Regions from separate parts of the Pan troglodytes genome. Here regions 2, 3, 4 and 5 are each linked to region 1. The links are chromatin contacts, called in public HiChIP or PLAC-seq maps. All regions are on one chromosome and are shown on one strand. The core of a region is the stretch at or near the end of the contact, and the rest is flanking DNA. Distances in the headings are between cores, read along the strand shown. Region 1 holds the start of THUMPD3 (THUMP domain containing 3). Region 2 holds the start of RAD18 (RAD18 E3 ubiquitin protein ligase). Region 3 holds the start of OGG1 (8-oxoguanine DNA glycosylase). Region 4 holds the start of BRPF1 (bromodomain and PHD finger containing 1). Region 5 holds the start of MTMR14 (myotubularin related protein 14).

The links. HiChIP or PLAC-seq counts read pairs in DNA pulled down with a chosen protein or histone mark.
Region 2: a contact with region 1 is called in an H3K4me3 HiChIP or PLAC-seq map of stem cell-derived excitatory neurons, with 3 times the contacts expected there. The contact joins the promoter of RAD18 here to the promoter of THUMPD3 in region 1. A contact is called at or near these places in 2 of 7 Hi-C or Micro-C datasets (both in induced pluripotent stem cells) and 1 of 1 datasets of contacts at active chromatin or transcription factors (stem cell-derived excitatory neurons).
Region 3: an H3K4me3 HiChIP or PLAC-seq map of stem cell-derived excitatory neurons shows a contact between it and region 1, with 4 times the contacts expected there. The contact joins the promoter of OGG1 here to the promoter of THUMPD3 in region 1. A contact is called at or near these places in 1 of 7 Hi-C or Micro-C datasets (induced pluripotent stem cells) and 1 of 1 datasets of contacts at active chromatin or transcription factors (stem cell-derived excitatory neurons).
Region 4: a contact with region 1 is called in an H3K4me3 HiChIP or PLAC-seq map of stem cell-derived excitatory neurons, with 3 times the contacts expected there. The contact joins the promoter of BRPF1 here to the promoter of THUMPD3 in region 1. A contact is called at or near these places in 1 of 7 Hi-C or Micro-C datasets (induced pluripotent stem cells) and 1 of 1 datasets of contacts at active chromatin or transcription factors (stem cell-derived excitatory neurons).
Region 5: an H3K4me3 HiChIP or PLAC-seq map of stem cell-derived excitatory neurons shows a contact between it and region 1, with 3 times the contacts expected there. The contact joins the promoter of MTMR14 here to the promoter of THUMPD3 in region 1. A contact is called at or near these places in 1 of 7 Hi-C or Micro-C datasets (stem cell-derived neural progenitor cells) and 1 of 1 datasets of contacts at active chromatin or transcription factors (stem cell-derived excitatory neurons).

The regions. Positions count from the first base shown.
Region 1 is chr2:13,398,730-13,404,070 of NHGRI_mPanTro3-v2.0_pri, reverse strand. THUMPD3 (THUMP domain containing 3) reads right to left here and starts at 2,857. Exons shown (of 10, transcript NM_001280225.1): 1 at 2,768-2,857; 2 at 556-860. The coding sequence starts at 807. All of the region lies in intron 1 of SRGAP3 (SLIT-ROBO Rho GTPase activating protein 3), which reads left to right.
Region 2 is chr2:13,000,194-13,005,534 of NHGRI_mPanTro3-v2.0_pri, reverse strand. RAD18 (RAD18 E3 ubiquitin protein ligase) reads left to right here and starts at 2,199. Exons shown (of 13, transcript XM_063805301.1): 1 at 2,199-2,388. The coding sequence starts at 2,338.
Region 3 is chr2:13,784,562-13,789,902 of NHGRI_mPanTro3-v2.0_pri, reverse strand. OGG1 (8-oxoguanine DNA glycosylase) reads right to left here and starts at 2,098. Exons shown (of 7, transcript XM_024355301.3): 1 at 1,627-2,098; 2 at 858-1,105; 3 at 101-280. The coding sequence starts at 1,763. BRPF1 (bromodomain and PHD finger containing 1) reads right to left here. Exons shown (of 14, transcript XM_016940409.4): 14 at 4,050-4,886. The coding sequence ends at 4,703.
Region 4 is chr2:13,766,635-13,771,975 of NHGRI_mPanTro3-v2.0_pri, reverse strand. BRPF1 (bromodomain and PHD finger containing 1) reads right to left here and starts at 2,391. Exons shown (of 14, transcript XM_016940409.4): 1 at 1,995-2,391. It overlaps CPNE9 (copine family member 9), which reads right to left. Exons shown (of 21, transcript XM_054681447.1): 21 at 4,229-4,630. The coding sequence ends at 4,445.
Region 5 is chr2:13,683,858-13,689,198 of NHGRI_mPanTro3-v2.0_pri, reverse strand. It overlaps MTMR14 (myotubularin related protein 14), which reads right to left and starts at 3,172. Exons shown (of 20, transcript XR_010155104.1): 1 at 2,721-3,172.

The DNA of each region.
Region 1 (5,341 bases), core at 1,608-4,107:
CTCTGGCCTGTAATCCCAGCGCTTTGGGAGGTCGAGGCGGGTGGATCACGGGGTTAGGAGTTCGAGACCAGCCTGGCCAGGATGGTGAAACCCCGTTTCTACTAAATATACAAAAATTAGCCAGATGCGGTGGCGGGCGCCTGTAGTCCCAGCTACTCGGGAGGCTGAGGCAGGAGAATTGCTTGAACCTGGGAGGCGGAGGTTGCAGTGAGCCAAGATCGCGCCACTGCACTCCAGCCTGATGACAGAGCAAGACTCTGTCTCAAAGAAAAAGAAAAAAAAAAAGAAATGCTCAACTGGCAAGTATAATGCAAATATTCCAAAACTCCCCCCACCCCCCTCCAAAAATCTGAAACACTTTTGGTCCTAAGGGATACTGAAACTACAGTCAAAATTACAAATCAGTACTCAACAGAAAATGCAGTAACTTTAAAATCACCTGATTTGGGGCAGAGCAATGAGAATCAGAAAGGATTCCAGAAGGGTCTATAAAATGAAAAGTAACCATAAAATGATCAACTTAGAAAACTATTTTAAATATTGCTCCATTCAAACCTGTGCCAGACTTTCCACTGAAATGACAAAATATATCTTGCCACGGTCTCTGCTGATTTTGCATGATGACCCAAGTTTCTCTCTGACTTCATCTGCAGCTGTTTGCTCAAAGCCAGTAGGTACAGTGGCTCCAATAGTGACTAGAAGCTCAGATTCACTTCCCAGGTCACTTTCTGTCACTTGTACAGACTTCTGGTTCTCATGAAGGTTCACATCTAGGAGTTGGTTAGTGGCTTCTTCAATGTCACACATGTTGGCTGTGCTTCCAAGATCCCTAACACTGTCTCTTTAAAAGCAGTACTGTCCTTTAAAAGAAAAAGAAATAAAGCCCAAATATTATCATCTCATATTTCAGTTATAATTAAAAACATGGGCTCTGGAGGGCAGGAAGAACAAGGCAACACACCTGATAAACAGTCACCAAAGTAAAAAGGGTTGAATAAACATGGACACAGAGTGCAGGCTGTAAAACATGATGTTATTATTAAAGAAGCAATACAGATACCATGGGAGAAAAAGAGACAAGAAGTATTTCCATAGCATGCAATGTTTGCTTTGGGGTAACCCATGTTGACAAAAGCCATTTCATAACTACGATAGAAACTGCAGATCACATTCAAATCCATTTCTGCATCTAGATGTTAAGAACATGGTTAGTTAAGAATATAGGGCTTGGCTGGGCGTGGTGGCTCACACCTGTAATCCCAGCACTTTGGGAGGCCGAGGCGGGCAGATCGCCTGAGGTCAGGAGTTCAAGACCAGCCTGGCCCACATGGTGAAACCCCGTCTCTACTAAAAATACAAACGTTAGCCAGGCGTGGTGGTGGGAGCCTGTAATCCCAGCTACTTGGGAGGCTGAGGGAGGAGAATTGCTTGAATCTGGGAGGTGGAGATTGCAGCGAGCTGAGATCATGCCACTGCACTCTGGCCGGGGTAACAGAACAAGACTCTGTCTCAAAAAAATAAATAAATAAAATAATAATAATAATAATAATAATAATAATATGGGGCTTTTAGAGTTTCAGATAGATACAGCTTTGAATTCTTGCCTCCACCATCATAGGTTGAATGACTTATGGCAAATTAATTCTCCCAAACCTTCAAATGTAATTAAGTAATTAGTAATACCTCTTTCCTAGAGTCGTGAGGAGACAAGTGAGAGTAGTACATGGTTAGGCCAATAATTAAAACTTATTAATAGGCTATCTTCTTCCCTCCTGTGAAATAGCATTTCATGCATTTAAAAATGATTAACTGGGCTGGGCACACTGGCTCATGCCTGTAATCCCAGCACTTTGGGGAGCTGAGGTGAGTAGATTGCTTGAGGCCAAGAGTTCGAGACCAATCTGCGTAAGATGGCAAAATCTCATCTCTACCAAAAACACAAAAAATAGCTGGGCGTGGTGGTGGGCGCCTGGAATCCAGCTACTTGGGAGGCTGAGGTGGGAGGACTGCACTCCAGCCTGGGTGACACAGTGAGGCCCTGTCTCAAAAAAAAAAAAAAAAAAAAAGAAAGAAAGAAAGAAAAGAAAAGAAAAAATTAAAAATAAAAATGGTTAACTGAATACTTACTATCTAATGATTACAAATATTCAAACGCCTACTACTTGCCAGGCTCTGGGATCCATAGATGGGCATCAGGAGAGAGATCTTGGAAGTAATCCGAAAGAGTAAAACAAATTTCCTATGCATAAGCTTTTGTGTGTGCTTGGGGTGGGGGCCGGGGGAAGTATTAGAGAGGTGGAGGGGCCATAGCTTACACGAGATTTTCAAAAGGTCTGTGACTCAAAATAACTTAAGTGAGTACAGAATACCTATAATGTCCTTGTGCTATGCCAGCGATACACGACAGTGTTTAACACTACGTCAGTTCCCGCCGTTAAAAAGCTGACAGTCACTGTGAATACAATCTCCATCTTCTAAAAAATGCAGCTGAGGTCAGCTAAAGGACGCGTTCCGCACAAGGTCAGAGAGCCAATGAGAGGCGCAGAATGAAAGAGAACTCACGTCTCCCAACTCCCACCTACAGGGCCCGGGAATCCTAGGGAGCGGGTAAAGGCCTGGGAGAGGTAGCAAGATGGGCTCCGCCACGAGATCCGGCTGAAGTCCGGCTCAGCGCCGGCCTCAACTGCAAGAGGAAGGCCACCCCTCTCTCCCCAAGCTGAAACACCAGAAGAGCCACATTCGGCCGTTCCCAACCGCCGCCAGTTACCGGCCGCCAGCGAAGACCCTTTCAGCTCCCGCAATCCATTGGCCTCTTGCGGTCAGGTCACGCCGCCGGAAGCCGCCCCCGGAAACGGAAGTTAGGCTACGAGTCACGGTGGCTCCGCGCTGGCGGCGGGTTCCCCCCCAAGGTCTTGGGGAAAGGGGCATGCGCTGGAAGCTGTGTGCTGTTGGTTTTGAGGATCTTCAGTAAGCTGAAAGCGGAGAGTCAGGGGCCTTGTGTCCTACCATGGTATTTGCTAACGTTTAGAGAGTGCTTCCCCTTGCCGAGCACTGGGTAAGCGCTTCACATGCGTCATCTCATTTGGAACAAGTCTCTTTTGTTCTAGCACCTATGAAGTGGCAGAGGCTGATTTCTGTTTTAAAGCTGGAGACATCGAGTCTCTCCAGCTTATTTAAATATCTTTCCCAAAATGTCATGCCACTAGTTCCTGATTTCTGTATTGCCATCACTATTTTAGCACTGTTTACTTCATATTTTTCTTTAGTTTTTAAAAAAATAGAAATAGTGGGGCTCACTATGTTGCCTAAGCTGGTCTCGAACATCTGGGCTCAAGTGATTCTTCTGTCTAGCCCTCCTAAAGTGCTGGGATTACAGACATGAGCCACTGTGCCCAATCAGATGAACTTTATTTCTCATAAAGGGTTGAACCTGGTCGGGCACAGTGGCTCATGCCTGTAATCCCAGCACTTTGGGAGGCTGAGGCAGGTGGATCACTTGAGGTCAGGAGTTTGAGGCCAGCCTGGCCAACATGGTGAAACTCCGTCTCTACTAAAAATACAAAAGTTAGCTGGATGTGGTGGCCTGCACCTGTAGTCCTAGCTACTTGGGAAGATGAAGCAGGAGAGTTGCTTGAACCCAGGAGGCAGAGGTTGCAGGGAGCCAAGATTGTGCCACTGCACTCCAGTCTGGGAGCAAGACATCATCTCAAAAAAAAAAAAAGAGTTGAACCTGCATGGTAGCCATTTTGACAGACTGGGAAGCCTAGCTTCCAGTCAGAAGCCAAAAAACAGGCACTTCCAGGGTTGGAAGAATAAGACAGGGATTTATGCTAAACACAGTGGCCAAATATACATGTTAAATAAACTGTAAGAGGGGTCACGAATATTTATGAAAGGAGCAATTTGTGCATGTGCAGTTGAGCTTCATGCCTCTCTGTGGATCCCATGTTTAAAAAATGGTGGCCTTAGCATGATCCAAGGGTAGAGTTTTCTACCGCTTGACTTCAAAAGGTGAAGCAGGGGACGTGAAAACCCTCACTGCACGTCCTCTGTAGACTGGCCAGAACCACTCCCTGGATGGTGGGTGATCTCTTATCAGGAAGGAATGCTAGTCGGTTGTTCTATTGAAACTGCAAATGGGAGGGTCAGCATCAGGCTGGTGGAGTGAGTCTTTCAAAAGGGCTGGTTTCTGTTTAACCCTTAGGAAAGAAAATCTAATGGCGATTATAGAGGGAGGGGTTATAAAGAGGTGTGTCCGACTTCCCATCCTGTCATGAGTAGGAACTCAGCTTCCAAGTTTTTTCTAGGGTCTCCTTGGCCAAGAGAGGGCCTGTTCAGTCAGTTGGGGGGCATAGAATTTTATTTTTATTTTTCAGTTGACAAAAGTTAACTTATTGTAAAAGGAACCCGACAACAAAAAGATAAACCGAATTTAAAACAAAACAAAACCAAAAAGAACACAATTTATAAATGTGCAAAGGGGCTGGGAGTGGTGGCTCATGCCTGTAGTCCCAGCGCTTTGGGAGGCTGAGGTGAGTGGATCGCTTGAGCTCAGGAGTTTGAGACTAGCTCTGGCAACATGGCAAAACTCTGTCGCTACAAAAAATTAACAAAAATTAGCTAGGCATGGTGACACTCACCTGTAGTCCCAGCTACTCAGGAGGCTGAGACAGGAGAATAGCTTGAGCTGGGGAGGTTGAGGCTGTAATGAGTTATGATCACATCACTGCACTTCAGCCCAGGTGACAGAGTGAGACCTTGTCTCAAAAATAAAATGAAAAATATGTAAAGGGCTTGAATAGATATTTCTCCAAAAGATAGACAGATGGCCAATAAGCACATGAAAAGATGCTGAACATCATTAGTCATTAGGGAATTGCAAATTAATCACAATGGGATACTCATCAAAATGACTAAAAGTAAAAAACAAAAAATCAACGGTTCCAAGTTCTAATGAGTATGTGGGGCAATGGAGCACTTATACATTGCTGATGAAAATACAAAATGATATATGCCCTGGTATGTTTTAGCTCTGTGACCCCACCTAAATTTCATCTTGAATTATACTCCCATAATTCCCATATATTGTGGGAGGGACCCAGTGGGAGATGATTGAATCATGGGGGTGATTCCCTGCATACTGTTCTTGTGGTAGTGAATAAGGCTCACAAGATCTGATGGTTTGATAAGAGGTTTCCACTTCCGCTTCTCCCATTCTCTTTCTTGCCGCCGCCATGTAAGAAGTGCCTTTCACCTTCCACCATGATTGTGAGGCCTCCCTAGCCACATGGAACTGTAAATCCATTAAACCTCTTTCTTTTGCAAATTGCCCAGTCTTGGG
Region 2 (5,341 bases), core at 950-3,449, 400 kb after region 1:
TGCTGGGCAGAGAGGAACAGGATGAAGAGAACCTGGAAAGGAGCTCAGGGGCCACAGGACATCCCCAGGTTAATCCAGGGCAGGCCCCACACTCAGTTGGGAGAATGCTTCTCTAATTAGCATTGTCAGATTTGGCAAATAAAAATACAGGATGCCCAGTTAAATATTTGAATTTCTGGTAAACAACAAATAATTGGTGAATAGGTTGTGTGCAATATTTGGGGCAGGTTTCCACTAAAATGTTGTGTGCGGTTCATCTGAAATTCAGATTTACTGGGCAACTTGTATTTTATCTGGCCATCCTATTCTGACTCCTCACTGTGTGCTGTGTGCCACAGAAGATTCCACTAAACACTAGCCTGCTTTTATTTTACATGGAACATGTTGTTTTTAGTCCTGAATAAGGAAGTACAATCTCTTTATTGATCTAACAGAAGGAGAAGGTCCGTACAAACAGCAGCTTGTTAAGAGGAGAATGGCTCCCAGGGTTAGATAAACACCCAAGACAAATGCCTTTTCCTGAGCTCAAAGTGCGCTTGTGTTCTTGAACTTTCCTTCCTGGGCCTAGAGGTGGGCTTGATGGGATCTATCACCCTGGTGCTGCTGAAGATGGCAGGAAGAGAAATGCTCAGCCTGGGAGGAAAAGATTTATGGGAATGTGGGCTTAGTCGGTGATTCATCCATTCATTCAGCCTCACCCACCAGCTATTGGCAGACACTCAGAGATGAATGGCACTGCATCCTGTCCTGGAGGCTCTCCATAGATAGGGAAATGAATTTTGGCCCCAGGACCAACAAGTACTGCCTGCTTCCAAATCTGTCTCCATGGTTGAATGCAAAAAGTACATTCCTGTCCCTGTCTTATCTCTCTCTCCCTTTCTCCTTACCCATTCTTTCTCTTTTTTCTCATCTCCTCTCTCTTCCTCTCTCACCTTCCCAGCCATTTGTCACCTTAAACCTAATTACCTTGTCCAACTAGTACTGTGAAAAAAACAATTACTGGTTCACTCAGGCCACGGACCTGGTCTTAAATGCTTTTCCTTTGTCTCTCCAAGACCCCACTTCCTCCGCATCCAGAACTATCCCACATTTTCCAGCTCAGCCTGGCAATCATTTGCGTTCATTTGCATGCCGTTCTATGATTGGCTGATACAAAGTGGGGGGCGGGGGTGGACACCGTAAACCTCCATTCCTCATGCATTTAATATAACATGTATGAAAAAAAGTATCTATGTTTATATCTCGTTTAAGAAAAAAATTGTTCAATGATATTTGTTAAAGCACAATAAGGAAGACTTAATCAGGACAATTCAAGTAGGTATAGAGACCGCTGGAACTGTGTCTTGCAATTGGTGAAAACTGGGCTCAACTCTGAATACAACACGGGCAAATGGAAATTTATAGCCAGGAAGCAGGGTGGGGAGCAGTGCATGAAAAATTACTAAGAGGAAACATCAGAGGTAAGAGTAGATTCTTGCTGAAGAGGCCAGGGTGATCAGACATCAACTGGGGGATGGTGGAGGATGAGGAACACATCAGATATCAAGAGTGATCACATATCAAAGGTGGGGATTCTTGGTAACTTGATTTAGCAGGGTTTTTTGCTAAAACTGGATTTTTACAGGAAGTACACAGATTGGCCTAGGAGAAGGTTCAGGAGCCTGACTAAAGTTTGCTCAAGCAAAGAATCTTTGTCAATCTGCATAGGAAATATCTAGAAGGCTATATGCCAAAGTTAATGGTGCTTCTCTCCGAAGAAAAAGAAAAACTGTGTATTAAAATTTTAATATGAATAAAAGCAACAGCTCCCATTTAAAGCCCAGAGGTCCTGTTTGGAATCTGACTCGAAACTCTATCCACTTTTTCGGGCGTAGGCTTCTCTTGTGTAAACTGACAATGTTAACATCTACCTCCCAGTGTTGTAATACAGGAGACATAACTTAATGGATATAAAAACTTCTGTTCAGAGCAAGGACGGATAGTCATTGCGATTAGGGTGGGCCACCCGGAGGGGGTCATGAGCCTAGACCTTGACAGATCTGGCGAGGTCTGGATTTGGTTTGATTCCTGGCTATCTTTTCTTAATATTCAACTGGCTCTACGCTTTTTAACCATTCGCTTTCTTCAAGGTAAGTGCGGCAGAAGCCTGGCGCATGCGCAGTACAAGCCCTTAAGCGGCGCCCCGCCCACATACTACTACAACTTCCGGCAGGCTCCGCGCCCGCCTCTGGCGCGTCGCGGGCTGCTGACGTAATGCGGTAGCGCGGGGAATTTCGAGTGGTGTTGGCGCGCCGGAGGCTAGTGGGTGGCTGACCCCCAGCATCTTCGGGAGCGACCATGGACTCCCTGGCCGAGCCTCGGTGGCCTCCGGGCCTGGCAGTCATGAAGGTGAGTGCTTCGGGGAGGTTGGGAGCTCCCGGGTGTCTGCGGGGGGAGGTCCCTCCCTTTGCGGAGCCTGTCCTCGCCTTAAGGAGAAAGGATGAGGCGCGAGCGTCGCACTGGGCCCGGGTATCCGGCTCTGCCCTGCCACTAGCCGACCGCGTGGCTCTGGGTCTCAGTTTACTCCTCTGATAAGTGACAAGGACAAGCCTGGTGAGCTGAGGTTGGCAGTCTTATGGAACCAGCTATTCTGCGATCCAATCCCAGCAATAACATGGAGAAAAACAGTTATTCCAAACAATGACATTGACAGCTGTTCTTTACTGAAAGCTTACTTTGTGTCAAGCACTAAACAGTGACACCGGACATGATTTTGGGTGGACGCTTTATCAGATAACATGTATGTAATCACGTAGCCAAGCAGGTAGTCTCCTTTACAGGCTCTTTCATTTCTTCTGATTATTCTCAATAAACCTAGTGCTGGTTTGTTCTGACATACTGCCCCAACTCCTCTCTAAGACACCTTCACTCTTCTCTAACAAGTGCTCATGTCTCTTAAACAGAGATCAGGACTCAGGCTCAGCGCTGATCTTGGATTGCATCTAATTATTTCACTTAAATAACATTTATTTTTGTGGCCACTTTCTGTTTTGGCAAGGCATACCAGTTTCCATTTACAGTAGTGGTGGGCCCTGGATTTGCTCAAGAGCAGATGCACTTTGCTGTGCTGGCTAAAGATCAGTTGCTTGGTGTTTCTTCTTGCTCTGTGATTATTTCCGTTTCTCACAGTGGCTAAGATAGCCTTCTTCTCTTCCTCAGTTTTGTAGACTTGGGGATTATAATATCTGTCCCACTGACTCATAAATTTGACTTTAGAATTAAGTGAAGGCTAAAGTAAGTAGAAGGCCTTGTTCTTCCTGCTGTCATCAGTGACGTCTAGAGTGCTTGGGGACTTGAGATATCTGCATGATGAGAAGCTGACATTGTGAAATGATCCAGGAAAGCTGTAGTTTTGGAGTTGTGGGCTTGGCACCAGGATGCAGTGGAGAAGAGCACAGATTTGAGTTCCAGTGGTCCTGGGTGAAATCTCCTCTCTGCCTCTTAACTGTATGACCTTCAGTTAGTAACTTAACCTCTCTGAGCCTGAATTTCTTCAACTATAAATTAGAGACAAAAATAACAGTTCATAGGATTGATTAAATAAATTAGTTGATGTATGTGGGCACAGATTCTGCCGTGTATTCACTGTGCTTACTGCAGTGCCTGACACCAAGTGGGTGCTCAAATATTATTTGCTGCTTGATTGAAAGTATCTGGAATGTAGTAAGCATTCAATGAATATATTTTATTATTATTAGCACTGTGTTAAATGCTTCTTTCCCCTTTTAATTTGTTGTCATGAAGCTTGACTTGGATAAGGAAAGTAAAAGAGCTCTGTAACCTGTAAAGCTCCTGCTTTGTAGATTTAAGCACACTTTACATATTCCCACAATTTCAGTGTTCTTTAGAGGCGGGTTCCATGTCTTCTCTGACTTTGGTATCTCACCACAGCACTGAATGTAGAGTTTGGCACCACAGAGTGTTCAGTGAGTGTTCAACCAGAGAGTTGATTGAGCCCATATTTTTTGCTCACATTGGAATCATGGAATCTTAAGGTTAGAAAACCAGCCCCTTTCAGTATTTTAATCTCCTTTATAACACATCTGCCAATTTCTCACCTAATTTTTGCTTGAACTCTTCCAGGCACAAAGAACTATCAGATCCCAGAAGCAGATCTGACCGAAGTTACTTCTTTTATTGAATAGAAGTCTGACTCAGAATCCATGGTTGCTAACTTAGGATTCACAGAAAGACTTTGGAGTCTCAAGTTATTTGTAAAATTTTTGCATGTATGTTTTTCTGAGAAGAGGGTCCATAGTTTTCATCCATTTTTCAAAGGGATCTGTAACCCCAAAAACTTAAGAGTATTTTTGTAATTATTATGTTTTTCCACCCATTTTCTACTTCTCCCTTTCACTTTCTCTCTCTCTAAACTAAAGAAATTTTGGGGAGTCTGCTGACCACTCTCTATTCAGGCATCATTTTTTGTTTAGTTGGTTGAGGCACATGTGATATGCATGTTACTGTCTTGGAGTGACATGACAAGAAATTTGAACCAGAAATAGCTCATCTGATGTAGTGTCAACTTCCACAATTGTGCTCTGCAGATCTTTCAGAATCATTCCTCCACCAGAAGAGGATGGCATAGATAAGAAAGTGTGATATAATAGACTGGTTCTGGCTTCTGGGCCTGCCTCTGCTCTTAATTGATCTTGAACATAACCCTTTAGATTTTTGTGTCTGTGACAGCTTACCATCCACAATAATGGAAGATTTTGGCATTTTATTATTTCCCTGGTTTTACTTTAACAGAAATTTACTGTTTTTGGCATATTGTAAATGTAATATGTGTACACAGTAGAAAAAAATTAAAATTCAGAATAAGATAAAGGTGAAAAATAAAACCGTCCATAATTCTACCACCCAGAGAACCAGTGTTTAATATTTTACCTTATTTTCCTTTGGTTTTTGTGCATTTAAAATTTGGGATCACTGTGGAGTCAACTTCTTGGGTTTGATCCAGCCAACTTAGGAACTCTGTAGACTTTATTTTTAAAATTGGGATACTGATGCTGTGGACTTCATAAGATTGCTATGAAGATTAAACTACAGAGTTGTTATTATTATGTATTATTGGCATAGATTTATTTTCTGATTTTTATTTTCCTAGGGCATTAATTTTTCTTTGAAAGCATGTTTTTTAATGGCTGCATAATATTTCATCATATGGACCATTAGCAACATTAGTCCTTTTTTGTTTACATTTTTAAAATTCAGGTAATAGGTTCACATGGTTCAAAATACACATAAAATAAAAAGTAAAAGTCTCCTTCTTACCATGTTCCTGGCCCTGATCATTATT
Region 3 (5,341 bases), core at 849-3,348, 390 kb before region 1:
GTTTGGGAAGGCAGGAAGCCTTGAGAAGGTAACCAGGGGAGAAATGAACAGATCTTGAAAGCTGATGGAAGGCCTGGGGGCAGGGGACCCACCTACTCACCAGCCAGGGCCTGCAGGCTGGGGAAGCCATGGTAGGTGACATCATCAAGCTGGATGAGCCGAGGTCCAAAAGCCTGGCACAGCCGCTCCACCATGCCAGTGATGCGGGCGATGTTGTTGTTGGAGGAACAGATAAAAGAGAAAAGGCATTCGATGGGGTCTTGTCGCAGCAGTCGCACACCTGGAGACCAGAAATGCAGGGGGTAGGAGAGGTACCTGCTGTTGGGTGTGGCCTCTTCCCACCCACAGGTCAGATCCTAGGTACCAAAACTCCAGGAGGATCCCAGGAGAATGAGAGTCAGCACCGTTAGAGAAAGCAACACCAGACCTCTCATTCCTCATAGCATCTTGTGAGGGCTGAGTTACCATCCCATTCCACAGATAAAGAGGCCACAATGTAAGCTCCACGAGGACTGGCATTTGGGTCTGTTTTGTTCACTGGTGTATCCCCAGTCACACAGCAGATGCTTTGTATATATTTACAGAATGAATGAAATCACTTGCCCTAGGTCACACAACCAGGAATGGGCTCAAAATCCTTGTCACTTCACTATGTTGATTAGCAGGATAATAATAATGGTAATAATACTTACTATGTGCCTGGCATTATTCTAAGCACTTTACATGTATTAGTTCCTTAAATCCTCATAAAAGCCTATGAAGTAGATATAATCCCCATTTTACAGGTGGTAAAACTGAGTCATAGAGAAGTGACTTATGTCCAAGAACCCTAACCCCAGCCCAGGTCCTGTACTCACCTTGGAATTTCTGAGCCACCTCTTGGAAGTGGGAGTCCACGGAACCCCAGTGGTGATACAGTTGAGCCAGGGTGACATCTAGCTGGAAGTACTTGCGCACGGCCTCCAGCTCGTCTGGTGTGGGCCTGCTAGCCTGGCTCTTGTCTCCTCGGTACACAGTGCAGTGGAGCTGCTCCTCAGTCTGAGTCAGTGTCCATACTTGATCCGCTAGTACACCACTCCAGTGTGCAGGACTTTGCTCCCTCCACCTGAGCCCAAGGCACATGACAACCCTGGCACTCAATTTCCTTTCTTGCACCCTTTGGGGTCCCTCCTATCCTACAATAGCTCCATGTACGAAACTAATACAAGTAACAGTGCTATCTTCCAGTCTGAGCAACATGGCGAAACCTCACCTCTACAAAAAATACAAAAATTTAACCGGGCATGGCGCACACCTGTAGTCCCAGCTACTCGGGAGGCTGCGCCCGGGGGGTCGAGGCTGGAATGGGCCTCTCTGCATTCCTACCTGGGCAATAGAGCGAGACCCTGTCTCAAAAAAAGAAAAACAAGTGCTATTATCTTCTGCATCGGTTATACCGCTGGATCCTTACAATTATCACTGTACAGACATATTAAAGGTAACAGGTTGGCTACCCGTGCTTGTTTCCTCTTTTGTACCCCGGGTTTCTTCCATCATCCCCCAAATTCCTTTGTACCCCATGCCAGGCAGTGCTGAGGCGGCAGGAGCCAGTCCCAGGGGACAGGCTTCTCAGGCTCAGTCACTCACCGGAAAGATTGTCCAGAAGGCAGAACCAGGTCCAGGCGCAGCTCAGAGCGAGGGCACGGGATGGAGGCCCACAGGGCAGGAGTGGAGGCTAGAGTACGATGCCCCATGCGCCTGGGCAGAAGCGCGCGGGCCGGCATTTCCACAGCAGGCACCACCCCGTAGTAGCCCCGCCCACCCAGAATCAGGCCTCGTCGACGCCCAAAGACCCCGCCCAGACAAGGACCACGACCCTTAAGGCCTCGCCCACACGGTGCTGTTTAACAACCTTCCCTGTTTCACTTAATTCCTCCACCTCCTGCATGCCTCGCCCTTTGCGGGTCATCAAAGCCCCGCTTCGTGCCCCAATTCTCCGGCTTTCCTGAGGTGTAGGTCCCGCCCCCTCCTTGCGACTTATCTTCTCCCGCCCCCAGAGCCTGTGGGCGCGCACAGCTGTGTTCTTCTGGGTTCTCCAGGGGCAGACCACAGCACCACCGGAAGTAGGGCTCAACCACCGCTCATTTCACCTAGAGGTAGCCAATCCGAGGAGGAGGTAGGAGGCGCCAATGAGAAATCAGGGTGGGCGGGCCGTTCTGAGGCGCTCGCGCGGATGGCCGGCACTGGGCTCTCTGCCCGCTGCTCGCCTTTCCCCCTCCGGGATTGTCTGCACTTGGGGCGCTAACGAGTTCCATCTGGGCGCCCCGCGGTTCCTCAGGGCTGTCCGTCTTCAGAGCCACGTCCTTCCCCAGCCCGTTCTCCGAGAGCCGTTCTCCCCCGAGCCTTTGCAGTCTTAGGCGTTCGCCCTCCTTGGGCCGCCTCCCACGAACCCTGTCTTCACCAAGAACCGGAGCGAACACAGCTCCGGCCCCAGAGCCCTCGGGAAGTGTCTCCAGAGTATTATTCTCTTCTGCGCCCGCCCGCTAAGCTTGTCCCATTCAAGGCCTTTAGGCGTCCTCTGAGACCTCAGGACATCAGAGGCCTCTCCTCGGATTGTCGTCCCGCCGGCCGCCACAGCTGCTGCCTGCCGTCTTGGGCATTTCTTCCATACTCCATCTGCTCATGCTTTCCTCGGAATGGGACGTTTGCCGGGGGTTTGTCTGGGGCTGGGCCCAGAAGCCCATCAGGTTGAGTCCAAGTCCCAGTGTGTGGCCCTGAGGCAGCCTGCCTTCTAGTCGCCTGGAGTAGGAGAATGGATTATTTAATTTCTTCCCTTCTGGAGGATGGCATGAAAAAGCAGGGAGCTAGGAGACATGACCTTTATCTGGGCCATTCTCACCTTTTAGCATAGGGATTTGGGGTTGCTGTATCTTAACTATCAGGCTGCAAGTTTTTTTTCTTTGAGACGGAGTCTCACTCTGTCGCCTAGGCTGGAGTGTGATGGCGCGATCTCGGCTCACTGCAACCTCCGCCTCCCGGGTTCAAGCGATTCTCCTGCCTCAGCCTCCCGAGTAGCTGGGACTACAGGTGCGCGCCACCACGCCCAGCTAATTTTTGTATTTTTAGTAGAGACGGGGTTTCACCATGTTGGCTAGGATGGTCTCGATCTCTTGACCTCGTGATCCAGCCGCCTCGGCCTCTTAAAGTGTTGGGATTACAGGCGTGAGCCACCGCACCCCGCCCAGACTGCAAATTCTTGAAGAGCAACATCTGCAGCGGATTGACCCTTGTGTCCCAGCCAGAGACCTAGCGGAGTGTACCGTCAGCATGGAATCAACATCAGACCAGTGCCATCATTGTCTCAGTGCCACTCCTCAGTGGCTGCAAGGCCTGGGCCGCCCCTTCTTCCTGTGACTGTTCCTATCTGTAGGCATGCCATCCCACAGGCGCCTAGCACTTGGAAGGCATTCCTTCAATAAATGTCGGTGGAGTCTGGAAAGAAGGTGCTGAGGTTGGGGGTGAGCAAAGAGCAACCCTCTCCATCCCTGCTCTGTCTCCGGTTAAGCAGTGGGGAAGGTCTCAGCTGTAGTGATGCTGAAACACTTGGGCCATGCCACTGGCAAAGGACTTGAGGCCTCTAAGGGCCAAGTAGGAATCGATAGTTGACTCTTCCCCTGGCAGTTCAGCATACTGGTTGAAGAGCCAGGTTTGCAAACAGACCTGGGTTCCAATTCTAGCTCTGCACCTTCCTAGTTGTAGGAACTTAGGCAAGATAATTTTTTTGAAACTTCAGCATCTTTGTGGAGATAACCAGTCTATTATTAAACTACCCTATAGTTACTGCAAGGATTACGCAAAGCTGAATGTCTAAAGGTGCTCAGCACAGGGCCTGCCACTCACTCCATGCATGGGCAACAGGGGCTCTCTTTGCTGTGTCTTATGAAATGTAGCATGCACAGCAGTCAGCAACCACTTGGGCCCAATTATGTATCATCCCTGGGGCACAGAACCTCCCTTTGTATCCCCTTTGCCCTGGCAGGGGGCAAGAACAAAGAATTCTAAATAGACAGTTTATTTTCTAAGAATCAATATATTTTCTTCCTTTGAAATAAATACAAACCAGTTTGAAAGGTGGGGGAATCTATGGGAAAGAGAAGGGAAATGGGGACAGCCCCCAGTCTTTTTTTTTTTTTTTTTTTAGTACCAAATGACTCTGGCGCGACCCGGAAACGCAGTTACAAATGAGAATAATTTAAATTCTCCAATAATTACAGTATTTACAACAGCAGGGGAGGGAGTCACCTAGTGCCCCTCTTCCAGGCTGGACAGATGCCCACTCACCTCACGACCGGTAGGGGCCCCAGGCCTCTAGGCAGTTATGGATTCTCCTGGCATGAGCAGGTAGAGGTGGTGGGATGGCCTGTTTTACGCAGTGTCCTAACTTTGGCCCACCACCCCGCCCTACAATGCTGTGAGGTCTCTGGAGCTTTTTCTGACCTGTGGGCCCTCCCTCTCCTTGCGCTGAACTGCCATTGGCCCTTGGAGTGTTCTGTACAGTCCAGCTGCACTTAGGGCAGGAGGGACCTCCCCCACCCAGCTTCCCCTGAGACTGGCCCCAAGACCAGAAATGAGTCAGTGCAGAGGCCGGTGCCACTCCAGGACAGTGAGCAAAGGGGAGGAGAGAAGTCACAGGGCACTATAGGTTGGGCTGTGTTGAGCAGTATCAATCACTATCGCTGGTCTCACTGCTCTGCTCGCCTTGCACCTTGCTGCGGTGCTGCAGAGCCCTGTGGTAGGCGATCTGTACTGACTTGCGGATGTTGGACTTGCGGCCCTCCAGCATCTTCTCCTTGTCTAGGTCCTGGTTCACACCCAGAGGAACCAGCTTGGTCCTGGGCAGCCACTGCCTATAGGATAAGGTGAAGATCAAATAAATCATCTCAGGGAGAACAAGGACCAGCCTTCCTCCTCTATTCACTCAAACACACCGCCCAAGCACCCACTCTGGCCAGACTCTGTGATGGTCCCTGCCCTCAAAGGACTGCTCATGGTCTAGAGATGAAAGAGCCCAGTCAACAGTTATACTGTGTGGTGGTGGCGGGAGGGTAATCACAGGGTATTTATGGGTACAAAAAGGAGGCACCCTGACCTCACCAGAAATAGCTACCCTGTGCCATAGGCTCTAGGCAGACTTTACTGACATTGAATATCCTCTGCAGACAATTAACAAAAAGACTACATGTGTAAATGTGACAGAAGAGGGATTCAGAGCCTGAATGTTTATGCCTGCTTTATCCTCATTTTGTCACTGTGGAGGCAGAGGTGGGAAAACTAAGTCTAGAAGCCATCTGAGTCTGGGTGG
Region 4 (5,341 bases), core at 1,142-3,641, 370 kb before region 1:
TAGAATACACAGATCAGTTAACATAAGGCTGGGGATGAGTTCCTGGCCATTTGCACCAGAGACCCCAGTCTTTCTAGCCCTCCCCCTCACTTGGAGTCACCAGATTCTGGCCAGCCTACCTCTACAGTGTCTCCAAATGCCATCTCCTCCACCATAGCCCATATCTGGGCCCTCATCACCTCTTGCCTGGTTATCCTGCCCTATGTCTCAACTTCTTTAGCCCAATCTCACATCATGTAGGAGAATGATCTTTCTACCAGGTAGTAATGATCATGACACTCTCTTCATTAAAAGCCTCCTGATGCTCCCAGTTCCTTCAAGATAATATTCCAAATTCTCTATGATGCCATTCAAAGAGCTCCTTTCACTGACTGGCCCTAGTCCTCCTTTCTTTTTACAAGTTACAGCTGTTTTTGTCTACACAGGGGAACTTGCCATTCCCTGAATGTTATAACCTCTCATTCCTGCAAAATGATCCCTATTTGGAATGCCCTCCATACTTTCTGATTGGTGGGCTCCTACTCATTCTTCAAAAAACCAGCTCAAATGTCACTTCTGACACAACTTCTCTGACTCTCCCATGGGGAGCTGTTTCCACAGCATTCCATTCTCACCTCTACCACAGCACTTGACATACTGAAAGTTGTCTCTCCCCTGGACTGGGAGCTGTGTAGCAAGGGTACCAGAGCCTATCCACCTCTGTATCCCCAGTACCTAGCATGCACTGGACATTCAGTTTTTGGCGAACGAATGAATGACCTGTTGAACGAATAGCTGAATGAGGGGATCACCAGACTGAGAGCTCAGATGGGATGAAGGCCATGTAGAAAGCTGAATGGGTGGGTGGCTAATGCTTTAGCGTTGGACTCCTGCAGAAATCACTGGATCACAGAAAGAATTCATTTACTTTTGAGGTCTTTATGGGGAGCCTGGCCCTGGTACTGGGTAGGAGATGTACTGTGAAACAAAGTTAAAACTGAGGTCATTTAGTCAGTGACAGCAGCTTGTATTACATTTGAGCTCTTCACCCACTCACACAACATCAACTGAGTGACCACCAAGTGCCAGGCCCTAAGGGTACAAACACGAACGCGACAATCTAGGCATGCTCAGCTCCATGCTGGTCCGCAGGGGCCCTCCCTCCCCCCTCCCCAACATTCCTGGGTGAGTGTAGACAGCAGATGGCACCAGGCTTCAGGAAGCCCAGCTTGGTCAGAGACTGCCCCAATTTCTCTCGGCCTAGTTGAGTTCAACCATTCAGCTAGGGGCTTGGCACCATCCCAGCCAGGCAGGGCTATCATGAGCTCCCTGACAAAATAACCCCTCTTGGCCTCTCCACCTGTGCCTTAACCAGGCAAGTGGGCTGCTCCAGCTCCACTGTCAACGGCTCCTGACTTTCACATCAGTAACGCTACACGTCCAACTGCAACTCTTCTATTTCCTACCTGCAGCTGTGTCTTTAAACATAAACCAACCGAAGCACAAACAAGCTCTCCTCTTTCCAAGCTGGGTCCCGGGTGAATGGTTCCCAAAGTAGCACAGCGAAGCGGCAATCTCCCCTTGGAACCCGGCAGCAGAGGCACAGGCGAGGGAGACGAGAACTTAGACCAGAAAGCCCGTGGGGAGGGCCCAAGGAGAATGGCGGCTGCATCTGCCCCTGAAGCTCAGGGGGCTGGAGGAAGTAAGGGGCGGGGGCCGGAGGGATAGGGCTGGGCCCCGGCAGTGCCCGCAGCCCACTCTCCGGATGCGGCGGCGTTTCCCCTTTGTGGAAGTGTAACAAGTGAAACAAGGCTCCCCGCCTGCCACTAGCCCGGGCAGCCCCGAAAGATACACTGTTGCCCCAGGATGCCTGCTGGGAAGCAATGCACTGTCAGTTCTCCCAGCTGGAGTTGCCAGAGAGGCTCCCGGGCCACGCGGCTCACTGCGCGTCCCACGAACGTAGCCTACCCCTTCCCTGCCGGCCACTCCCGCCCTGGTCCCAGGCCCGCACTCACCGGCCACCTCGAGTCCGGGCTCATCGCCGGGGGCGCCCGCCGGGGCTCCGACCCCACTTGGGGAGGTCGGCGGGGAAAGTCGGGCCGGGAAGGGGGAGCCCCAACTCCGGAGACCGTAGACCTCGCCACCCCGGCCCCCTGCCGCCCCACGCTTTGGTCCCGGCTCCCCGGGATTCCTGAGCTGACCCCTGCTGCTCCTGGTCCCGCCGGCGCCCTGGGGTCTCAACTCCGTCGGCCGCCGCCCGTTTCGCGAGTCCCCAAGATGCCCGGTCTCGGGACCGGGCGCTGCTGGAACAATGGAGGCTCCCAGAGGCAGCGCGAGGACAGCGGCGGCGGAGACCGTGGCGGCAAAGGCTGTGGCAGCGGCGGCGGCAGCAGCGGCGGCGACGGCGTCTGCGCAGGGTAAACGTGGCTCCGCGGCGCTACAGAGCTGCACTTTCGCCACGGATGCCCGCCCGCCCGCTGAGGCTCGAAAGACCGTGCTCCGGGATTCAAAAGGACCCTGGACACCCCACAGGGCTTCTCTAGCTCTCCCATCTTAGAGTGGAGTTTCTGGAGACTGAAGTCACCGTACTCGGGATCTGGGGTCGTCGGGCGGTTTGTGGCGAATCTGCAGCCACGGACGGTGAGCGCGGGGCTGGGCGTGAGGAGCCCGCCCTTCTCCCCTCCCCCTCTGCCTCCTCCCTATCCGCTCCCTGCCTCCTGCTGGCGCCGCGGCTGCGGGAGGGACCTGGCCTTGGTCTCGGAGGAAGGCGGTGAGGCGGGGCCAGAGTCACGGGGCGGGGCTGGGGGCAGGGCCGGGAGCAAGAGGGATGCGGGCTGGAGCCTAAGGGACCGGTAGTTATGGGTAGGACCGGGGCGGGGCTGGAGACTAGACCGGTCTGTGGGGCGGGGCTTGTGGGAGGGGGCGGGGCTACCGCACAGCGGGGGCCTGTTAGAATAGCGGGGTAAAAAGTGGGGCTAAACAGAAGAAGAGTACTCGGGAGAGAAAGGGCGGAGCTTTGGATGAGCCTGGAAAGTGGAGCTGGACTAGAAATAAAGAACAAAGTTGGAAAAAGCGATGCGAGGCTGAAGGGAGCAGGCGGGGCTTGGGAAGGCAGGGGCGGAGCTGTGGGGAAAGGGCAGGACCGATTAGGGATAACGGGGCGTGACTGAAGGAAAGGGAAGAAACTTGGGAAAAGTAAAGGAGAGATGCTAGAGAAAAGGTATGGGTCTGAGAGAAGGGGCTGGTTTGGGGCCGGTGGGTGTGAAAGGGCTTGTGTCTGGTAAAGCGGTGGGAAATCTGTGGGTTGGCAGGGATGTGCTGCGGGTTGCTGATTGGAACATGGTGCCAAAACAGCTGATTTAATGTGAGTGGGTCACCTCCTAGCAATGTGAACGTGGGCAAGTTAGGTTCTTTAAGTTCCTTATTTGTAAAACAGAGCTCGAAAACTCTGTTGTTAGTTCTTGAGGGTTTCAGAGAACTTGCATGGCAGGGGGAGACATCCTTAAACAATACTTCTCCAGTTTTGTCATCAAAGAGGAGCGTGAAAGGTCTTCCAGGGTTCTGGGACAAAGCCCAAAGCATCTGAAAGCTTCTATCTTCTTAATGCAAACTTTGCATTTGACCCACTAAAATGTATGTTTTCTAAAAACCATCCCAATAAAATCGACATGCCAGGAAGAGGTTTGCTGATTAAGATCTTGGGATCTGAAGTCAAACTGATGAATTCTCTTAAATGACTCATCTTCTCAGAGCCTCAGTTTCCTTATGTGTAAAGTGGGAAAAATATATAGTACCTGTTCTCAGAGTTGTTGTGAGAATTAAATGAGATGATGCTTGTAAATCACCTAGCACACGGTTTGACATGTAGTGAATGTTCAAAGAAAATATTAGCTGTTATTATCCTTATTAAAATAATTCAGAATAGATGGATCAAAGCAGAGTTATACTAAGTTATCTCCTTTAGTGGTCAGGAATTCGTTTGAGAATCTGCTGAGAACTATGGGTCGTGTGTAGGATTGGGATTTTATGGAAAAAAAAAAAAAAAAAACAACTATGGGCCTCTCTCCTGAGGAAAAACATACAAAGTTTCACTTATTAAGGTCTTTGAAGAATGTATGAAGAAGTGATTGGATGAACGTGTTAGGATGGGGATGAATCTAGCTGAAGCCATCCTGGTTCCCTCCCTCTTGATGTGGCCCCAGTCCTTGGGTCCCATAGTCTTCCTTCGCCAACATGCATGAGACAGAGGTGGAATAAAGATCAGCTTTATTATTGGCATGAAGCCAGAGAGGTGGTGATAGTGCCAGGCCCTCTGCAGGCAAGGAGGCGGAGGGCTTGTCAGCCAGCACCGATCCTCCAAGTTGGCCCTCCCAGTGAAGTCCAGGGTTCCAGGTGCCTCTGGCTTAAAGCAGAAGCAGTGGGTGAGCAGGCTTGCAGACTGTGAGGCATTGGATATGTGGAATCCTCAGGGCTGCTCTGGAGCTGGGATCGGGCTGGGGTTGGCAGGGGGTGGGGGCCGAGGCTGGATGTCTCTGGTGCGCATATAGGACAGCAGCTGCTCCGGGATCTCGGCCAGCACATCCTTGGCCAGTCGGGCCATGCTCAACACCTGGTTCCCCGACCGGTCAACATAGTCTCGGAATGGGACGAACTGGGTCAGGCACAGACAAGAAGAGATAAGCCATGACCAGGAGAGAGGGCATGGGGGTGCAGCAGGGAGGCTTCTTTTTTGATCCCCAGCATCTCTTTCCAACTATCACAGTATCTCCCTCTCCACATCTTGAACAGTTTTCTACATTTGCTTTCTCTCCACCCACTTTTTTTTCCACCTTTTATTCACCCTCAACCCACTCCAGTTTGGCTTCACACAGGCCATTGAAACTGCTTTTGCTGATGTCGTCAGTGGCCCTGTGTTGCTAAATCAGTCCAGTGAACAGTAATTTTTAGTCCTCATCTTGCTTGACTTCTCTTTAGCTTTCCATTACATTTGACCATAATTCTTCTGGACACGTCCCACTCTTGATACCACACTCTTCTGGCTTCTTGCTTACCTTTCTTGAAGCTCCCCCCTCCCACCACCATTCCTCTGGGTCTATTTGCTCTCTAAACCTGGTCCCTTCTCTCTCTCAGCTCTCTTCCTGGATGATTTCATACACTTCCATGACTTTAAAAATTGTTCCCTGGAAGGAAGTAGAGCAGGCCAGGAGGTGGGGAGGGAGACTGGAAAGGAGGGAGCAGGGGAGACAAGGGGCAGGGACCAGAGAGAAGGGATCCTGAGAACAGGAGGAGGCCAGAGAGAGGGAGCTGGGGCAAGAAGGAGGAGGAGTCTGTGAGAAGGGGCTGGGAGGAGAGAGAGGCCTAG
Region 5 (5,341 bases), core at 1,923-4,422, 280 kb before region 1:
TCTTTAGCCACAGACTAGTACCTACAAGCTCTATTCCATGCAACCAGTAAAAGCTGCAAAGTCTCTTTATACACAACTTGCTGGTGAAATAGAAGAAACAGCTCCCCCTAAAATTACTTATTTTGATCACAGTTCAGAGAAAAACACAACAGAAAAAAGGCATAAGAACTGTAACATCAAGAAGTTTGCAAGAGGGCCAGGCATGGTGGCTCACGCCTGTAATCCCAGCACTTTGGGAGGCACCGAGGAGGGCAGATCACTTCTGATCAGGAGCTTGAGACCAGCCTGGCCAACACGGTGAAACCCTTTCTCTACTAAAAATACAAAAATTAGGCCGGGTGCAGTGGCTCATGCCTGTAATCCCAGCACTTTGGGAGGCCAAGGCGGGCAGATCACGAGGTCAAGAGATTGAGATAATCCTGGCCAACACGGTGAAACCCCATCTCTATTAAAAATATAAAAATTAGCTGGGCATGGTGGCGGGCGCCTGTACTCCCAGCTACTGGGGAGGCTGAAGCAGGAGAATCGCTTGAACCCAGGAGGCGGAGGTTGCAGTGAGCCGAGATCACGCCATTGCATTCCAGCCTGGGCGACAGAGTGAGACGCCATCTCAAAAAAAAAAAAAAAAAAAAAAAAAATTAGCCAGGCGTGATGGTGCATGCCTGTAGCCCCAGCTACTAGGGAGGCTGAAGCAGGAGGATCGCTTGAATCCGGGAGGTGGAAGTTGCAGTGAGCCAAGATCGCACCACTGCACTCCAGCCTGGGTGACAGAGGGAGACTCCTTCTGAAAAAAAAAAAGTTTGCAAGAAGTTAGTCCAAAGGTAGTGAGTTATCTCAATCGATTGTTCAGTTACAGATCTAACTCCCTGTTCTGCCTGAATTGTTATAAATACATATAAATATATATACATCTAAGTTTGCAGGAGATCAGAAGGCCTGGAGAGATAATTAAGGCCAGCCGCAGCCAATATCAGGTGTAACTTATGATAACCCTAATCTTCAGGGTCATGTAAGTTGGAAGAGGGGTCCAGAAAAACCAATGACCTACAGCCACTCAAAAGACCCTTACTGGCCAGGCGTGGCGGCTCACGCCTGTAATCCCAGCATTTTGGGGGGCTGAGGTGGGAGGACTGCTTGAGCTTAGGAGTTTGAGACCAGCCAGGGCAATATAGCCAGACCATGTCTCTATGAAAATAAAGAAAAATTAGCCAGGCATGGTGGTGTGTACCTGTGGTCCCAGGTACTTGGCAGGCTTAAGTGGGAGGATCGCTCAAACCCAGGATTTCGAGGCTGCAGTAAGTCATGGTTGCACCACTGCAATCCAGCCTGGGCAGCAGAGCGAGACCCTGTCTCAACACAAAAAACAAAAACAAACAAACAAAAAAAGCCAGGCGCGGTGGCTCACGCCTGTAATCCCAGCACTTTGGGAGGCTGAGGTAGGCTGATCACCTGAGCTCAGGAGTTCAAGACCAGCCTGGCCAACCTGGGGAAACTCCATCTCTACTAAAAACTACAATAATTAGCTGGGCATGGTGGTGGGGTCCTGTAATCCCAGCTACTTGGGAAGTTGAGGCAGGGAGAATTGCTTGAACTGGGGAGGCGGAGGATGCAGTAAGCTGAGATCGCGCCACTGCACTCCAGCCTAGGCGACAAAGCGAGACTCCTTCTCAAAAGAAAAAAAAAAAAAAAAGCAAATTCCAGGATCCCACCCCCAGAAATTCTGACTTGGTAGGACTGGGTGGGACTAAGGAATCTCTGTTTTCACAAAGTATCCCATAAGCATAAATTTTAAAAGTACCCCAGATGATCATTAAACAGGTGGTCCCCAGACTATACTTGGAAAAATTACTTGGCCATTTGGAGAGTGAGGAAGTCCAATCCTTACTGAAGTCTTCCTTGGGTTACTTCAGAGACTACAAGATGCCAGCTACAGAATAGCAACTCACGGTAACCTCTGAGGTCAAATCAGAGTTCTGTGGTGCAGGATGGAACAGAATTCCACTGGAAAACTTGGTGCTAAAGCTGCCAGAACCACGTGGAGGAATGAGATGGCAGGGTCGGCAAGATTCCCACCGCACTGCCAGCCAGTGCTTAGGGTGGGGATGGCCTGAGCCCTCCAGGTCTGGCAATAGGACGACTGGGTGGAAATCCCAAAGGGAGCAAAAAGAGGAACGGAGACCTGCTTTAGATAAAGGAACTGAAAGGGAGTGTGGGTTGTCTTCCTGCTCTATAGGGGAAGGAAAGGGATGGGCCTAAGTCATACTGAGACCTTATAAGGGGGCAGCACACTGGGTTCACCTCCTGGCTCCATTCTGACCTCTGACCCCGAGGAATCGTCTCCCTATTTTTCTTAGCTTTTTCTTGGGGCTTTTTCCCTGACACAACTCATCCTACGGCACCTGAAGCAGGGAACAGACCTTCCTTAGGTCCTCCTCTCTGATCTTTGAACCTGGCCCCTCAGCTTGATCTCTCACCTCCAGACCCCTTCTCAAACAAGAAGGACCTCTTTGCTGGGCTCATTCTGACCCCAGTTCCTCCTTTTATGGTTGTCAAGTCCGACTCTTATACTCCGGATACAGACCCTGGAGAACTCCTCTCTCTCTCCTCTTCCTCAGCGGCGAGGTACCACTCCTACCTTTCTCTGACCCCTGGCCTCAGCCTTTCCTCTGTAACTTCCCAAGTTAGGAGCCTTCCCCAGCTCATCGCACCTCCAGTCTCACCTTAGAGCCGCCGGTCCCGCTGCCATCCTTGGCCCGGTACTGAGTCCGGGAGAACTCCTCCAGCAGCTCCCCAAGCCCCGGCTCCTGCGGCGGCTGGTTGCCTGAAGAGGCCGAGGACCCCGCCGAGGCAGCGGCGGCGGCGGCCCGAGCGCCGGCCATGGCCCAGCCCCGCGTCCCCTCAGTGTGCCTCAAGCCGGCCCATGGCACCTGCCTGCACCAACTCCGACACTAGAACCTCCGGAACCGCCTCAGCCACCGCCTTCTACTTCCACTTCCGGCCCCGCCCCGTCCCGCCGGATGTTTACTCCGACTCTGGCCAATCGGAGCTCTGGACCCGCGCCCCGCCTACGATTACTGGCCCGCCCCCGGCGCAGAGCGATCCTTGTATCCTCCAGGGAGGCCACTGGCTGATACCGCGTGATCCGCCCCAAGGGGTTTCCCCCGGGGAAGCCGGGCTCAACCATTGGGCTGCCAGAGGAGGGGGGTAGCAGGAAGGAACCATTGAAAAGAACCAGAGGAAAAGTGGAATCAACAATTACAGGGAAGCCGACCGTGGTGGCTCACACCTGTCATCCCAGCACTTTGGGGGGCCGAGGCGGGCGGATCACTTGAAGCCAAGAGTTCGAGACCAGGCTGCCAAAATGGTGAAACCGCATCTCTACTAAAAATAAAAAAATTCGCCGGGCATGGTGACACCCACCTGTAATCCCAACTACTTGGGAGGCTGAGGCAGGAGAATCGCTTGAACCCTTGAGGCTGAGGTTGCAATGAGCCGAAATCGAACCACTACACTCCAGCCTGGGTGACAGAGCAATACTCTGTCTTAAGAAAAAAAAAAAAAAAAAAAAATTACAGGGCGAGGAGGAGAGAACGCTTGGAGGCAACAAATTAGTACTAGAAACCATAATGGCAGTGGTTACCAATATTAAAACATTTCAGCCGGCCGCGGTGTCTCACGCCTGTAATCCCAGCACTTTGGTAGGCCGAGGCAGGAGGATTACGAAGTGAGGCATTCGAGACCAGCCTGATCAACACAGTGAAACCCCGTCTCTACTAAAAATACAAAAATTAGCTGGGTGCAGTGGCGCGTGCCTCTAATCCCAGCTACTCGGGAGGCTGAGGCAGGAGAATTGCTTGAACCCGGGAGGCGGAGGTTGCAGTGAGCCGAGATCGCGCCACTGCACTCCAGCCTGGGTGACAGAGTGAGACTCCGTCTCAAAAACAAAAACAAAAACACAACATTTCATAAAACCCTTTCTCCCCCTGCTGCTCACAACATCCCTGTGAGTACAGTGCATTATATCATCAGCCCTATTTTATTGAGGTAGAAACTGGGAGTCAGGGAGGTGAAGCGACTGCCTTGAAATTCTGTGATGAGAAGCCTCTCATTATTATTATTATTAGAATATTTCAGACATTCGCAAAAGTGGAGACAATTGTATAATGAACCCTCATGTACCCATTAACTGGTTTTGAACAATAATCAACATCTGCTTATCTATCCTGTTTAAGCAGTCCCTTCCCATCCAGGGAATTATTTTAAAGCAAATCCCAGACATCACATTATTTCAGCTGTGAATACTTAAGCATTTATCACAACAGATTAGTACTTCAAAAAAAATACATAAAAAATATAAGGCTATTAACATGCCTAAGAAAATTAACAATATTCCTTAATGTGGTCTAATACCCAGTCTGAATGAAAGTAATTCGTTTTTGGTAAACTTTTAATAGAAGTATGATACGTACACCAGCGCCCCGGAAGCCCCCTCCTGACCACTTTCAGTCACTACCCACTCACCAACAACCACCCACCACCCTGCCCCCCCAACTCCTCCCACCCCCAGTTAATCACTATCTTGGCTTTTAGAGTTTTAATACGGTAGATTGGTTTTTAATTTAATTTAATTTTTTTTTTTTTTTTTTTAGAAACAGGGTTTCACTCTGTTGCCTAAGCTGGAGTACAGTGGCATGATCATGGCTCACTGCAGCCTCCAACTACTGGCCTCAAGCAATCCTCCTGCCTCAGCCTCCCAAGTAGTTGTGACTACAGGCATGTGCCACCACACCCAGCTACTTTTTAAATTTTTTTGTAGATACCGAGTCTCACCATGTTGTCCCGGCGAGTCTCAAACTCCTGGGCTCAAGCAATCCTCCCACGTCTGCCACCCAAAGTGCTGGGATTACAGGTTTGAGCCACTACTCCTGGCCTACTAGATATTTTCTGACAAATCTATACACATTTGTCTTAAACACCAAGGAATGAAATGACTGGATTATATGGTGTTAAAGAAAAATTACAAGCCGGGCATGGTGGCTCATGCCTGTAATCCCAGCACTTTGGAAGGCCAAGGTAAACTGATTACCTGAGCCCAGGAGTTCGAGACGAGCCTGGGCAACATGGTGAGACCCCCATCTCTACAAGAAAATCAACCAGGTGTGGTGGCGCACATTGAGAGGCTACTTGGGAGGCTGAGGTGGGAGAGGATCCCTTGAGCCGGGGAGGTTGAGGCTGCAATGAGCTGTGATCATGAAACTGTACTCCAGTCTGGGTGACAGAGCGAGACTCTTGAGACTCTGTCTTTAAAAAAAAAAAAAAGAAAAGAAAAAAAATTATAGGC